Regions from separate parts of the Mus musculus genome. Here region 1 is linked to region 2. Evidence: chromatin contacts called from public HiChIP or PLAC-seq data. All regions are on one chromosome and are shown on one strand. Each heading gives the region's core, a stretch centred on a gene start, on an enhancer-like site or on the middle of the called end of the contact. The rest is flanking DNA. Distances are from core to core; before and after follow the strand shown.

The links. HiChIP or PLAC-seq counts read pairs in DNA pulled down with a chosen protein or histone mark.
Region 1: a contact with region 2 is called in an H3K4me3 HiChIP or PLAC-seq map of the 230-238 cell line, with 18 read pairs. The contact joins the promoter of Apobec4 here to the enhancer-like site in region 2. A contact is called at or near these places in 8 of 39 promoter capture datasets (the C10 cell line, the HPC-7 cell line, Sertoli cells and 4 more), 2 of 15 datasets of contacts at CTCF or cohesin (both in the NIH/3T3 cell line), 2 of 484 Hi-C or Micro-C datasets (bone marrow-derived macrophages and nephron progenitors), 7 of 115 datasets of contacts at active chromatin or transcription factors (the 230-238 cell line, the HPC-7 cell line, fibro-adipogenic progenitors and 3 more) and 3 of 9 other capture datasets (adipose tissue, liver and pancreatic islet).

Annotation. Positions count from the first base shown.
Region 1 is chr1:152,745,265-152,752,112 of GRCm38.p6, reverse strand. It overlaps Apobec4 (apolipoprotein B mRNA editing enzyme, catalytic polypeptide-like 4 (putative)), which reads right to left and starts at 1,562. Exons shown (of 2, transcript NM_001081197.1): 1 at 1,349-1,562. It also overlaps a transcript of Rgl1 not described here.
Region 2 is chr1:152,595,874-152,602,557 of GRCm38.p6, reverse strand. The region is part of intron 2 of Rgl1 (ral guanine nucleotide dissociation stimulator,-like 1); the gene reads left to right. Among named protein-coding and RNA genes, the nearest start is that of Rgl1, 26 kb to the left of the region's middle. Within about 2 kb of position 3,082, at least 41 of the 459 cell types and tissues checked have an H3K27ac peak or open chromatin away from gene starts, as enhancers often do. A contact at or near this core is called in the 230-238 cell line, the HPC-7 cell line, adipose tissue and 1 more, where this site is marked.

The sequences.
Region 1 (6,848 bases), core at 313-2,812, 150 kb before region 2:
GTGTGTGTGTGTGTGTGTGTGTGTGTGGGTTGGCTCTCCAGAACCAACATAAAAGCAGGGCAGCCTATTTGTAATCCTGGAGCTCAAGGGAGACAAGAGAATCCTGGGCAAGATGTCGTGCCAGACTAGCCAAAATGGCAGGCTCCGGGTTCTGTGATAGAGCCTGTCTCAGAAAACAAAGGTGGAGAGCAGTGGAGAAAGACAGTAGAGGTCAGCCTCGGGCCTCCACGTTCCTGTACGCACAGATGCAGACACACTCCACCACGTGCTCACACAGTATGAACAGGGCACACACGCTCGACACATGCACTTGGAACAGACAGAAGGAACAGTGATGCCCCCCAGCAATCGGAAGACCAACTGGTACAGGTGAGGTTTTCTCCTTTATGTATCAGTGTTTTGTTCCACAGAAGATAGGGAAAGTACCCTGAGGGCCTTTTCTGCCTTTGTTATTATTTTTTAAGCTGATGTGTGGAACTAAGAATATGTGACCTGAAACTGCCATGAGGAAATCATGAGGTCCTTAGTCTTTTACAATAAAGGCAGCAACATGAAACTCCTGATTACTCTCCCCAAAATATCCTTATTTCTACCCCACTCCTGCCTGTGTTTCAGCCTTAGGCAGACACGGCACATTACTGTCTGAAAGGTGATCTTTATGACCAATGGCCTTGGTATAAATGAGGGTGCCCTGGAGTCCCATTTTTCTTAATGTCTTTTCTGTGACAACTATCTGAGGTTCTCTACTGGAGCTTTCTCTTTTTCTAGTCTTCCTGGGCTGTCCTTTCGCCAGCATGCTCTGAGGGAGAGAGCGCCACTCCCTTTAAGCTTTTATAGAACTCAGGGTTTATTGTATGAATTTGTTATTGCTTAGTCTTAAGTCGATTATTTCTATTGTCAGTCACCTATCCAGGTGTCTCAGGGCTACCTCAGCAGCCTGCACTGGCTCACAAGTCAAGTGGGTTCTGGCTTGTGTCCCGGGCTACTTGTGTTACTACTGCCCCCTCCCCTGCCCCCATCGTTTTTGCCTGTGTTTGGTACATATATGTTGCCCTCTGAAGAGCAAGCAGATTTGTTGGTAGTAAGCATGAGAGATGTGGGGAGCCCAACTTGCTGAAGGACTTTCTTTCATTGACAGTGGTGAGTGGCCCTGGACTGGCCGAGGGAGGACACGCTTCCTCCGTTTAACACAAACGCACACACAATGAGGACAGACTGCTCCTGCTTCAGCTAGGAGTGCTGCTAAGGCACAGTTCGCACTGGAGTAGTTGGAGAGTGGAGTTTGCCCTTCCCAATCCGTGTGCAATCTGCTCAGAGCTAAAAACAACTGTTAGCGGTTTATAATTACCATCTTTGTCTCCAGGCTTGGCTCACACTGCAGGTGTTAGAGGCACTGGTTCTTTGTCTTCTTAAAGTCCCATGCCTTGCTTCACGTAGATTCAGAGGGCACCTGTGCCATCAAGACTCGTCTCGGATACCACAGCAGGAATCCTTTTCTGTTTCTATTAGTTCTTTTAATTTTTTCTGGTCCAGGTTAGTTCTTGCTGAGGTGTGGCTGCCTCTAAGAACACTGTTGAATTGGTGCCATGGCAACGTTTGGAAAGTAGCTACTGCTAGGATACGGCTCTGACACTTATTACTTTATTTGCATATCAAACCACCTGTTCCAAAGATGAAAATATACATGTCTGCATACTTATTCCAGCCTGGATAAAAGGGTGATATCTGGTTAAGTACATGCGTTGAGTTTTTTCCCCTTGTGACTGTAAGAATAAAACCTCAGGTCCTCTTCTCAGCATCTCTTTCACATGTAGACTAGAATCCAGGCTTAGTGTGTGGATAAGGTTTGGGACTCTCTTGTCTGTGCAGTAGCCAGGGAGATCTGCTTTTCTGTTCCCTGAGCTAAAGTGGCTTCAGCTAGAGATGAAGGAGAGCAAGTTTGGACCAACAGACCCTAAGTCCACAAAGGGACTTCTATCTATCTATCTATCTATCTATCTATCTATCTATCTATCTACCTATCTATTTTTGGTAACATTTAAAGAAAAGATTTATTTTATATGAGAGTTTTGCCCTGCTTATTTATATATGAATGCAGTACCTGAGGAAACTAGAAGAGTATGTGTGAGCTCCTGAAGCTGGAGTTACAAACGGTGTCGAGCCACCACCTGGGTGGTGGGAACTGGACTCAGGTCCTGTGCAAGAGCAAAAGTGCTTGTGACTGCTGAGCCATCTTCCCAGCCCCAGAGGGAGTGTTTGACTTTGTCTAAACACAAATCATGGGAAGTGACAGCTCTTTCCTTCCTCTCAGAAGTTCCCTGGGGAACCCATGCTACCTGTATGCGTGGCTCTGTTCACGTGAGACAAGCATTGCTTTTGGTGCAGCCCGGCCTTTCTCTCTTCATCCTTTCTCACTCTCTCACTGGCCTCGTCTTCCTGCTCCCCATTTCTCAGACTCAGGACACTGCTCGTTGTGATCCCTTGTTCTTCCTCAGGCTACTTGAATGAGTAAGTGCGGACTCGCTGTGTAGTCTATTAGTTACTAGGAACAGCTTTTAAGCATAAGCTCTGATTCCTCAGGGAGAATGGGCTCCCAGAGGCACCTCCTGTTTGCTGGTTTTGGTGTTACTTCCGTTGTTGTGCTTCCGTTGTCAGACTCTGGTGGCCGTTGTCAGCTGTCCTCTCCCAGCCACGGGGCTCCCTGGAGGCTGGCTGTGTTCTCTTGGGCTCTGTGTTTCCCAGGGTCTCTAGTGCACTAGTCCGTTCTCAGCTAATGGTGTTCAGTTGCTTTTCTGTGGCACATTCGCTGTTGGATCTCATCCTTCCCTACCTACCTTTTGCCTGAATCACGCCCTTCTTGGTTTTGCTGTTACGTCTGGAACATCTCCTCACGGAATTTACTCATGACTGAAAGTTGATTCTCATACTTCATCTCCTGCTTAGTTCTAACAGTGATACTCCACCATACAGTAATATATAAAAAGTTGTGTGTGGTGGTATATGCCTTTATTCCTAGCAGTTGGGGAACGGAATAAAGTCTGGCAGATGTCTGTGAGTTTGAGGCGAGCTTTGTATTGAGTTCTAGGCTAGCCAGGGCTAGTAAGATCTTATCTATTTTTTTTTTAAGTAAATCTAAAAAATGTGGTAGTTTTATAAGCTTTTGAGATATTATATAATAAAAAAAGGACTTGGCATGCCATAGGTCTAGTCAAGCAGGAAAAGGAGGAAACAAGCCCCACAGACTTGTTGGTCATCCTGTGTGTAGCATGCAACTTCAGTGGTGGGTTAGATACTCACTAAATCATGTCCTAAAGAATGTTAAACCAGGCTGGGCAGTGGTGGCGCATACCTTTAATCCCAGCACTTGGGAGGCAGAGGTAGGAGGATTTCTGAGTTCGAGGCCAGCCTGGTCTACAGAGTGAGTTCCAGGACAGCCAGGGCTACACAGAGAAACCCTGTCTCGAAAAACTAAAAAAAAAAAAAAAAAAAAAAGAATGTTAAGCCAGAAGCAGCAGCAAACATGCACCATGTAATACATCCACTTGTGTACTTGGGTGGTTTTAGGAAGCTCACTGATATTTAAAATATATATTAAATTTCTAATTATCACATAACAATGGAAGATACTTATGTGTAATGATTAGGCTAATTGGTATAACCATCTTAGTTAGGGTTTTACTGCTGTGAACAGCCACCATGACCAAGGCAACTCTTATATAAGGACAACATTTAATTGGGGCTGGCTTAGAGGTTCAGAGGTTCAGTCCATTATCATCAAGGTGGAAGTATGGCAGCATCCAGGCAGGCATGGCGCAGGAGGAGCTGAGAGTTCTACATCTTCGTCTGAAGGCTGCTATCAGAATACTGACTTCCAGGCAGCTAGGACTAGGGTATCAAAGCCCATGCCCACAGTGACACACATATTCCAACAAGGCTACATCTCCTAATAGTGCCACTCCCTGGGCCAAACATATATAAACCATCACACTGTCACTTCAAATATTTATTATTTCTTTCTGTTGGAAACATTTGAAGTCTTCACATACTTTTGCAGCACACAATTAACTGTGGAATGTTAGAGGTTGTCCTTTTATCTCGTCGGACCGGACTCTGTACCTTGCCAGTCTCCTCACTACACTCCTTTCCTTTTGCTTCCCAGACTTTAGTGAGTAGTCAGGTGCCCTTGCATCTTCAGAGGACAGCCTTGTGTGTGGCCTGCCTTGCTTGAGAAAGGGCTTCAGTGTTTACTGCCACCATCTCTGGGTTTGCTGGCCTTGGAGCTTTCTGTGATTCCCCTGCCTCTGCCTCCGATGTCTCGGAGGACATGTTGAATACGGATGCTTGCCCTGCCTCTGCCTCCGATGTCTCGGAGGACATGCTGAATATGGATGCTTGTGCTGCTGCATCTGGCTTTTACATGGATTCTAAGGATAACCCTGAACTTTGTTTGTCCAAAGGAAACAAACACCACCACCACCAGCAGCAAAAGAAAGTTCTGCCCATAGTTCTGAAGCAGAACATTGCTGGTGGATGCTTAGCAGGAGGGAGAAGCTGCTGTCTCAGTCCGCCTCCCAGTTTCATAATCTTTCTGTTGTGTTTTTAAAGATTTATTTTACTTATAATGAGTGCACTGTCTCTGTCTTTGGACACATCAGAAGAGGGCATCAGATCTCAGTACAGATGGTTGTGAGCCACCATGTGGTTGCTGGGAATTGAACTCAGGACCTCTGGAAGAGCAGTCAGTACTCTTAACTGCTGAGCCATCTTTCCAGCTCCCTCATAATCATTCTGATGAACTATGTGCATCATCCATATCAAAGTATGTAGTTGTAATAAAGATTATAGAATTCGGATTTAAAAAGACCTTTACTCGGTTGGATATTTTAGTCAGTGATCGGCAGCCTGATTTGGGATATAGCCAAGATAGCTGCGCTTATGAAGGCTGCATAGGAGGTAATGCTCTTTTTGGGTGACAGAGTAATTTATATTTTATGGCTCCTGTTATTAACTTTTATTAGAGCACATCGTATTTAATTAATCACATAATCTATCTTGTGTTTCAGTTTGGTATAATCTCTCAATGCTCAAACCTACATAGTAAGTCACAGGGAAATGGGACTTGGATTTAAAAAGCAAGCCTGAGGTGAAGAAAGGCAGAGGACTCAGGAGGCTTTGTGGAGCTTGCCAGGTAGTTTGATGGAAGAGAGAGAAAGGAGAGGGTGGGCAGAAAGGAGGAGAAGACAGAAAAGCCAGGATCCTGGGCATGGTGGTTCAGGCCTGTGACCCCAGCAATAGGAACACAAAGGCAAGAGGATCAGGAGGAGTTTGGGATTATCATTGCTTATGTAGGCAGTTCTAGGCCAACCTGGGCTACACAAGACCTTATCTCAAAGAGGGGTGGGAGGAGCAAAAGATGGATCTTCTCATTTGAATTTGTAGATAAAATGGCCACAGGGTGGCAGCACAGTCCAAACTCCGGGACTGGTTGGCGGACACTTTAGCATTCTTCCTTGTGGATTTCTCTCATTGTCCAGGAGCAGCAAGCAGCAAATGCTGCGGATTAAAGGTGACTTCCCTGAAGGAGAGGGAAGGGTAGGGAAAGGTGCCACCGTGACCTCTGCACAGTACGCTCCAAAGAAGGCTTCAAACTGGCAGGACTCACTTAACATTCCAACCATAAATACAACTAAACTAGATCTAAAACACAATCATTCTTAAATGTAATACAAATTATTTTATGAAAGAACAAAATGGCAAATAAAACATAAGACCATTTTTCTACAATCAGTCCAACTGATCTGTACATTAAAAAAAATGAGTGCTTAATAAATGTATGCAGAATGCTTACCTGTTTTTTGGCACTGAGACTTGACCCCACAGCCTTGGGTGTGTGAGGTGAGCACTCCACCTCGGAACCGTGTGCCCAGCCCTGGCTTTGCCTTGGTAGTGTGTCCTTCTGTTGTTTAGCTGAGAAATGGTCACCAAGACCTGTGTGGTCAAGATTATACCCTAGGTTTCTCCCAGGCGTTTTAGTTTCCAGTCCCAGTAGCTAGATCTTTAATCCGTTTTAAGATTGTGTGCGTGTGCATGTGTGTGTGTGTGTGTGTGTGCAGTGTGGGACAGAGCTCCAGTTTCAGCCTGTAGCTTGTGGATAGTCCAGCTTTCCCAGTAACATTTGTTGACTAGAGCAGCACCTCCCACCCTGGTGGTGTGGTACCCTTGCTGAAAATCATTTGAGCATCTATGTCAAAGTTCATTTTGGGCCTCTGTATTCTGTTTTATTGGTACGTCTCTGTATGTCTTCCATTGTGTAAATACCAACAGAACAAAGAAAATAATTCTCTTTGTAGAAGAATAGAATAGAAAAAGGCATAGAATTACAAAAATGATACATGATGATTATTGAAAGTATGTGCATTGTTAATTAACATTGAGATTCACTGTGACTCTCATCAAACCCATGGAGTAGAAATATGTATGTTTTAAATGGTGTGTGTGGCTGGGCAGTGGTGGTGCACGCCTTTAATCCCAGCACTTGGGAGGCAGAGGCAGGTCTCTGAGTTCGAGGCCAGCCTGGTCTACAGAGTGAGTTCCAGGATGGCCAGGGCTACACAGAGAAACCCTGTCTCAGGGGTGGGGGGTGGGGGGAAGGTGTGTGTGAGCACACGTGCACACACACACGTGATGCACATCATGGTGAGTGTGTGGAGGTCAGAGGGCAGTTGGTTAGATGGTAGTGGGTTCTCTCCTTTTTCTTGTTTCATCAGGGTCTCGGGTTATCTCTGCTTCTGTACTGCATGCGTGTTCCAGGCTAGCTGCCTCACGAGCTCTGTGTGAGTCTCCTGTCT
Region 2 (6,684 bases), core at 1,833-4,332:
CCCCATCCTCACGAGGGGAAGTTTGTATAGGATTGAATTTGTGCTTCATTTACAGCATCAGCCTTCATGGAGTGGGTGGGCTCTTGGTGTCTGCCATGTGCACTCGTGAGTGTCAGGAGAGGTCAGCACAGGAGAGCACTGACCTTGCCAGTATCATTCCTCTAAATGGAGTTGCTGTGAGGTTCTGATGCGAGTGTGGACAGAGGAAGTCTCTGAAAAGGCCACACAAATAAAAGTAGTAATATCATCTCTGGGATTTACCAGTCAGATGCAAGCCTGCGTGCCGTCTCATCTGCTCCAGTGGGGAACAATTCAAAGCAAATGTATACATCTGCTCTGCGTGAAACTGCTGTCAAGCGATGACTAGAAAGAAAACAAATTGGCGCCTTGTTCTAGGTGAAGAAGAAAGAGGGGTGGAGGAGAGAGGGGGAGTGCAGAAAGTCTAGAAGTTGAGAAGGAGATTTCTCAGCTTCCCTCGATATTGGTTTCTCTTTCTTCTTCCTTAGAGTTCACTTAGGCCTGGCGCCGAGATCCCTGAGTAATGCTTGTTCTAGTGAAGTGGGCCGAAGCCCACAGCCTCAGTTGCAACATTTGGGTATAGTGGGAGGTAGGTGTGCACATAGCCTGCCATTTACACCCATTAGCACCCACGATGGCCCTTACACTAGAGTGTGGTCCACAGTTTGAGGTGCTTTGCTCCTGTTACCTCTTGTCTTCTCACAGCCCCCTCTCAGTTGTTTACAGTTCACCCTCCCTGCAGACTCTACAGTATAGACCCGTCTGATGGTGACACACTCGTGTTTGTATTCAGTGCTCATCCGGGCATACTCGCCGGCTTATAGCCCAAACATGATTGGTTTAAGATCAGAGTCCTCCTGGCCCACATTTTAGAAGGAGATGTTTTAGTGAAGTATTGTTTCAGTTATGAAAACTTACTACAAACTCTGAGACCTCACACAGCCTTCCAAGTGTAGAACCTGGCTGGGTAAAATGGCACTTAAAGGGTTCGGATGCAATCCCGACTTCCTTTTTGTGTGACATCCTTTGTGTGTGTGGATCTGAAAGCTGTGGTAGTGGACACCACACAAGTACATCTCTTGCAGTGTGCACATTCACACTCACGCCTTGTGGCTGCTGGTTTGATTGTGCGTTCATTTCTTTGACACTCAGAAACCAAGCCAATGCAGAGTCCCACTCTCTGTTTTCAGAGAGCAAGCCCGTGGATTCTCAGGAGAATTTGTCTTTCCCATCAGCTCCATGGCATTGACAGCTGATAGGACAGAGGGAGCAGTGTGACCCCAGCGACCAAAAGTTTGACTCAGCATCTCCATCTTGACAGGAAAGGAATTGTGGAGAAAAAAAATCTCATGGGCTTAGTAATTTTTAGTTATGATGGTGAACTGTAGAACTGACTAGTCTCAGGAAAATGCTCGGAGCAATCATGTCAGCAGGTGTACCGCAGCTCTTCATTGCTGTGAGGAGAATATGCCAGCTTACTTTGTTTATCTATGAGTTTGGGGTTATATTTTTGTATTTTTTTCATATGTGGAGTCTCGTGTGCTTTTCATTATTGCAAACATTTATACAATATTTATGGCATGGTACACCCATCATGACCGGTGACAGAGCCTGGAACAAAGCAGACAGGACACTGCTCTTTTGTTTACAGATAGCATGTGAGGTGCTATGCTGTGATGGTGGAGGGATGCTGGGGTGTTGATTTGTGCAAATATTGCTTGTTTATTAGAATGAGCGAGGAGCCATCCAGGAGGCCATGTTTGGCCCTCACAGCATGGAAGGAGATAATGCAGAGGTCTGCAGACGGGAAGGGACCTATGAACCTTCAGGGTAGCCAAGTGGATAGCTGTGGTGGTGAAGGGCAAAGGGGTAGTTGGGAATGGCCTTGGGAATTCTAGTAGAAGGTTGGATCACTTCCAAGTGTCATGGGAAGCTAGAGGGAGGTTGTAAGCAAGAGAATGACATGACCTGAAGCTAAGAAGGGGTAAGAGGAATGAGTCTTCTAGCCATGAAGTTATAAAGAAGGAAAAAGACTTGTGTGCTGGCTTTGCTGCGGCCGCTCTTGCTGTAACCATTCTGATCCCTGTGCACATTGAGGGCTTAGTTGGGATGGAAAGGCTGCTCTGTACAGTTCAGTGCTCTCCTAAGCTCCGGCCTGCTCTGGAACACAGATTAGGGGGACTGCTACTCCGATGAGTAATCTTTATTCTTCCGATAAGTGGCGGATCCCTGCAAACCAATAGTCTGATATGGAAACAGTGTGGCTGTTCTGAGTAAACTCATCTGTCTTCGTCTTCTGGTGGACGGACACACTCAGTGCTGGACATCCCTTGGGAGGAACTACTGAGATGTGGGATAGATCTAGGTTCTGTAGAGACTTAGACTTTATTCCACTGCAGAAGATGTACTTTAGAAGTATCATCATGGCTACAGGTCCCAGGTTAAGGAGAGGTTGGAGCGGGTGATGAGAGTAATGCGGCTATTACATCCTCAGTTAAGGTGTGGGGTCTGCATTAAGACAAGGCACTGGGGCTAAGGGGGTAGCGTGGAACAGAGGGACATAAGGACAGTCTGAGGGACTAGTGGTGGGCCCGTGGGTTTACGTGATAGTACTGTGGCTAAGTCAACGTCTGAGTCTGGACCACTTGAATTTGAATCTTTGCCTCACCACCTAGCATGTGATATGGAACAAGCTATTTGGCTTCTGTGGGCTTCAGTTTCCTAAGTGGCAGAGAGGAGATAATAGGTGTATCTGCTATATAAGGTAAGTATGAGATATATGCACAGTATTCTCAGGATCTTAATTGTTATTGTCCGTTTTTCTTAGAAGCAAGCAGATTGTTGAGTATTCTGCAAGGGCCGAGGAACAACTAGAGTGCCATTTATAACCTATTGTTGTTCTTGAGCAGAAGGGTCAATGAGTTCCAGGAAAGCATGCACAGTGCCAGTTCTGTGGTCACCACAGGAAGTCGGTTTTAAAACATTTCCACAGAGTGGACAACCAGCAGGAAGAGAAATGAAGGCAGAGGCCAACTCTGTAGGCTGACTGAATGCCTCTCTTCGCATTGCAAAACCTGCTGGGCTCCATGTCATAAGCACTCAAGAAAGGTCACTGTGGTTCTCTCCAAAGTGTCTCGGGCCACGGCATGAGTGTCAGGAGCGTCTTCACATACGGCATAGTCCTTTAATCCCAAGTCCTTGGAGTTTTATCCGGCAGTTAGAAAAGTCATAGTGGCAAGGTGACTGAACCAAGAATCGGTGAAAAGAAAACAAAGCGAGAGACAAGCCAGGTGCCTTGTCCGAGCTTGTCTGTCGTGGTTGGCTTCTTCTCTGTCCCCTCCCTGAGACTTATTTGTGCTTGTTTCCCCACTGTCACACTGTGTTTCTCAAGTGGCAACCAGAACACCAAAGCCACTGCTCACACTGTGGCTTTCTTTGGAGCACAGGGTCAGAAGTCCTTTGTCACCCAGAACCTGAGGTGACTTTTCTTGAAGCTCCTAGCATTTGGGGGCTGGAGGTGGGGGAGACAAGAAAATCTCCAAGTATTCGCTCTTTCTTGGTAAAATTTTAAAAGTTAAACGGTTTTTAAGTGTAGAAACCAATCTTTGCTTTGACCCATTGGTAGGTTCCCTAGAGCTGCTATTGAAGTGACAGGGCAGGGGACTGCTGTTCATCTGTGTCTGGCCAGGGTTCTCATCGCTTCAGCACTCAGTGATAGGAGGCACTGTGCTCCCTCGCTGTCCCTGCTTTCTGAGTGTGCACATGGCAATGAAGCAGGCCGCATCCCTCTGCCATTTTTAACCTGCTTCCATAAAACTCACAGACGCAGATAGCTTGAAGACCGTCTCTGTGGGATTGGGGTCCCGTAAGCAGTCAGCTGGGAGCCCAGGAATCACTTTCATCCTACTAATTGCACAGGAGCCCCTCCCTCTGGTGATATCTGGGTATCTTGTCTGTCTAGTTTTTTGTTGTGTCTGTGACTTCCAGCAACCATGTAGGAGAGACTCAACAAGTATTTGTTGAATGAATTAATTGGCTTAAGTGCATTTAGGAGCAAACAAAACCACAAATTATAAGTTAGCCCACTGCTGAGATGCATAGGGAACGCTAGCAAGTTCTCAATGACCTAATCGGCCTAGAATTAGAAATAAAATCTAGTTTCTTGCCATTCTTACTGTTACTTGTAAGTCTTACTAATGAACCTCGGGGTTCTGTAATTTCCCATTTACGATTTCTGTCATTCACTTAGCATTTCTTTAATGTTAATTAATGTTAAGCTTCATCCCTTTGAGTCATTAAGTGAAAGAGTTTGTGTTCGCACTATGATCTGTACTATTAGATTTGTAAACAGCAGAACCCCCTCCTTTTCTTCATATACTAAGGTTTCTTTAGTATCTCATTTAAGTCCCCTGCACAACGGAGGCTATGTTGATACTGTCTTCTCTAACTGACCCCAGGAGTGCATCACGAGCCCTGGGATTGGGGAGCTCGTAATCTGTCAGGCAGATAAGCTTTTTCTTTACGGCTGACACCTGCCTTTTCACACGGGTGGTTTTGACCACTCATACTTAGTGAACAAAGTGTTTGCTGTTTCGTTTTCTTTTCATTTGGAGAGATTTGGCCCTATGTTCCTCCCAGCCATCAGTATTTTTGATACGCTACCTTCATTTCCTCTCTTAAGCATCAGACTTTATAAATCTACCTTTTTCTCTCTTAAGTTCAGACTTTATAAATCTATCTTTTTTCCCTATACCCTATTTTCAGTCATAATATTATTTTGTTTTTGATTCCCTAGTAGTTTGTGACTCTAGAGTAGAGTTAAACTAGCATGTAGGCAAATTTATTAACAGGAGACACTCAGTAGAGGCCACAAGCTGTCCCTAGGGACTTCAGCTGTTGTAGAATTCCGTAGTTCCCCATGCAGCCCGTTGCTCTCCTGGCTTCTCTTGCGCCCTTTGGTGAAGCTGTCCATCCTCCTTAGGCACGGTTTAGTTATGTAAGACCATGTAGGGATGAGGGAGACTGGGTTTCGCCCAAAGAAGGCCTTTGGCACCAAGGCACTATTACTTTTAAGTGTTGTCGATATCAGTCTATGTAAGGAGTTAAAAATGCTGGAGATGACTTGAAGGCCCAGCTTTTAGTAAAAGTAGTATGGCTAGATGAAAAATGAAAAGGATTTTAGTACTTCACATACGGTATTTTATTTGTGGACAGCGAGTAATAAGTAGGCTTGCACTTTGCCTTGTGTCAATTATCTGATCTATAGTGTTCTTATGGGAATTATTTGATGTGTGTGGGTTCTAGCCTATTGAGTTTTGGTAGTCTTAAGTATTCAGATGTGGAGACTGAGTGTGCAATATATTGTAAAGCAATAACATATTGCTTTATGTTACTAGGCAGCACATTACCATGGTGAAAGGAAGCTGCTTTTAAATCTTAACACTGCTGCCTGTCCTGGTTGGTTGAGTAACTTTGGTTACTTCTTTGCTTCTCCTCGAGTGAAGCAGTGACAGTTCCTGTCGTAACAGCTGGCTGGAAGGAATGGGCATCTGGTCCAAAGTGATGCTCAGTCTTGGTGCCAGCTCTTCTCCTTCCTCTGCATTTAAAGCCCAGTTTCTTAGAAGCGCTTTACAGTGTCAGGGGAACAGTACTTGACAGGAGATGAGAAAGATGCAGCATCTCTTTCCAAGACATGTGCTCAAGGTGCTCAAAAAAAATTAAATTAGGTTCTGCATTTTATTACCCGATCTTAAGCTTGAAAGATCCCCGTTTTCTCTGTCAGGGGGCCTGTGCTGTAGGGTATACTTATGCTAAACACAGTACTGAGAGAGAGGATTTGCCAGAGACCTGTGCCCCCCAACTTTGTGTGAACTATAAAGCTGCATTTTATATCTGAATTTTAAGTCACACATCAACTTCATCATCATCATCATCATCATCATTAATATTATATTGGAAAGAAAAAGAAACGAGCTACCTAGTATCATTTCTGGGACTCCAAAATCTAGGGAGTAAAGACATTGACAGCTTGATATGGGGCTTTGTGCTTGGTGTGTGTGTGTGTGTGTGTGTGTGTGTGTGTGTGTGTGTGTATTCTTATGCATGTGCACATATGTAGCAGGACATTCATGAGCCTATGTGTGCTAGATGGAGGACAGACATCGTTCTCTTTCACTTGCCATCTTAGCTTTTGTGACTGTCTCTGATTGAGCATGGAGCTCATGGATTCCGTTAGATTGTCCCACGGATCTTACTTTCTCTACCTTCCAGTGCTAAGGTAACAGACATGTGCTGAAGTACCCACCTTTTCATGTGGGTAGTAGAGACCCTAGCTTACGTCCTCACTTTTTTTTTGATTTACTTATTTTTGTTTTATGTGTGTGGATGTTCTGCCTGCATGTATGTCCGTGAACATGTCTACAGTACCCATGGAGGTAAAGTGCTGGATCCCCTGGAACTGGAGTAGCCCAGGTTTTGAGCTGTCCCATGATGCTGTAATAGAATCTGGGTCCTCAGGAAGAACAATCAATGCTTTTAACCATGGAGCCATCTCTCCAGCCCCCAAATGGTGGGAAATACTTAGTTTGGTTAAAATTGAACTAATCCCATAGGAAGGTGGGGAAGAGAGATTTTCTGATATGATATACAGAAGAAGAATCAAGCTAA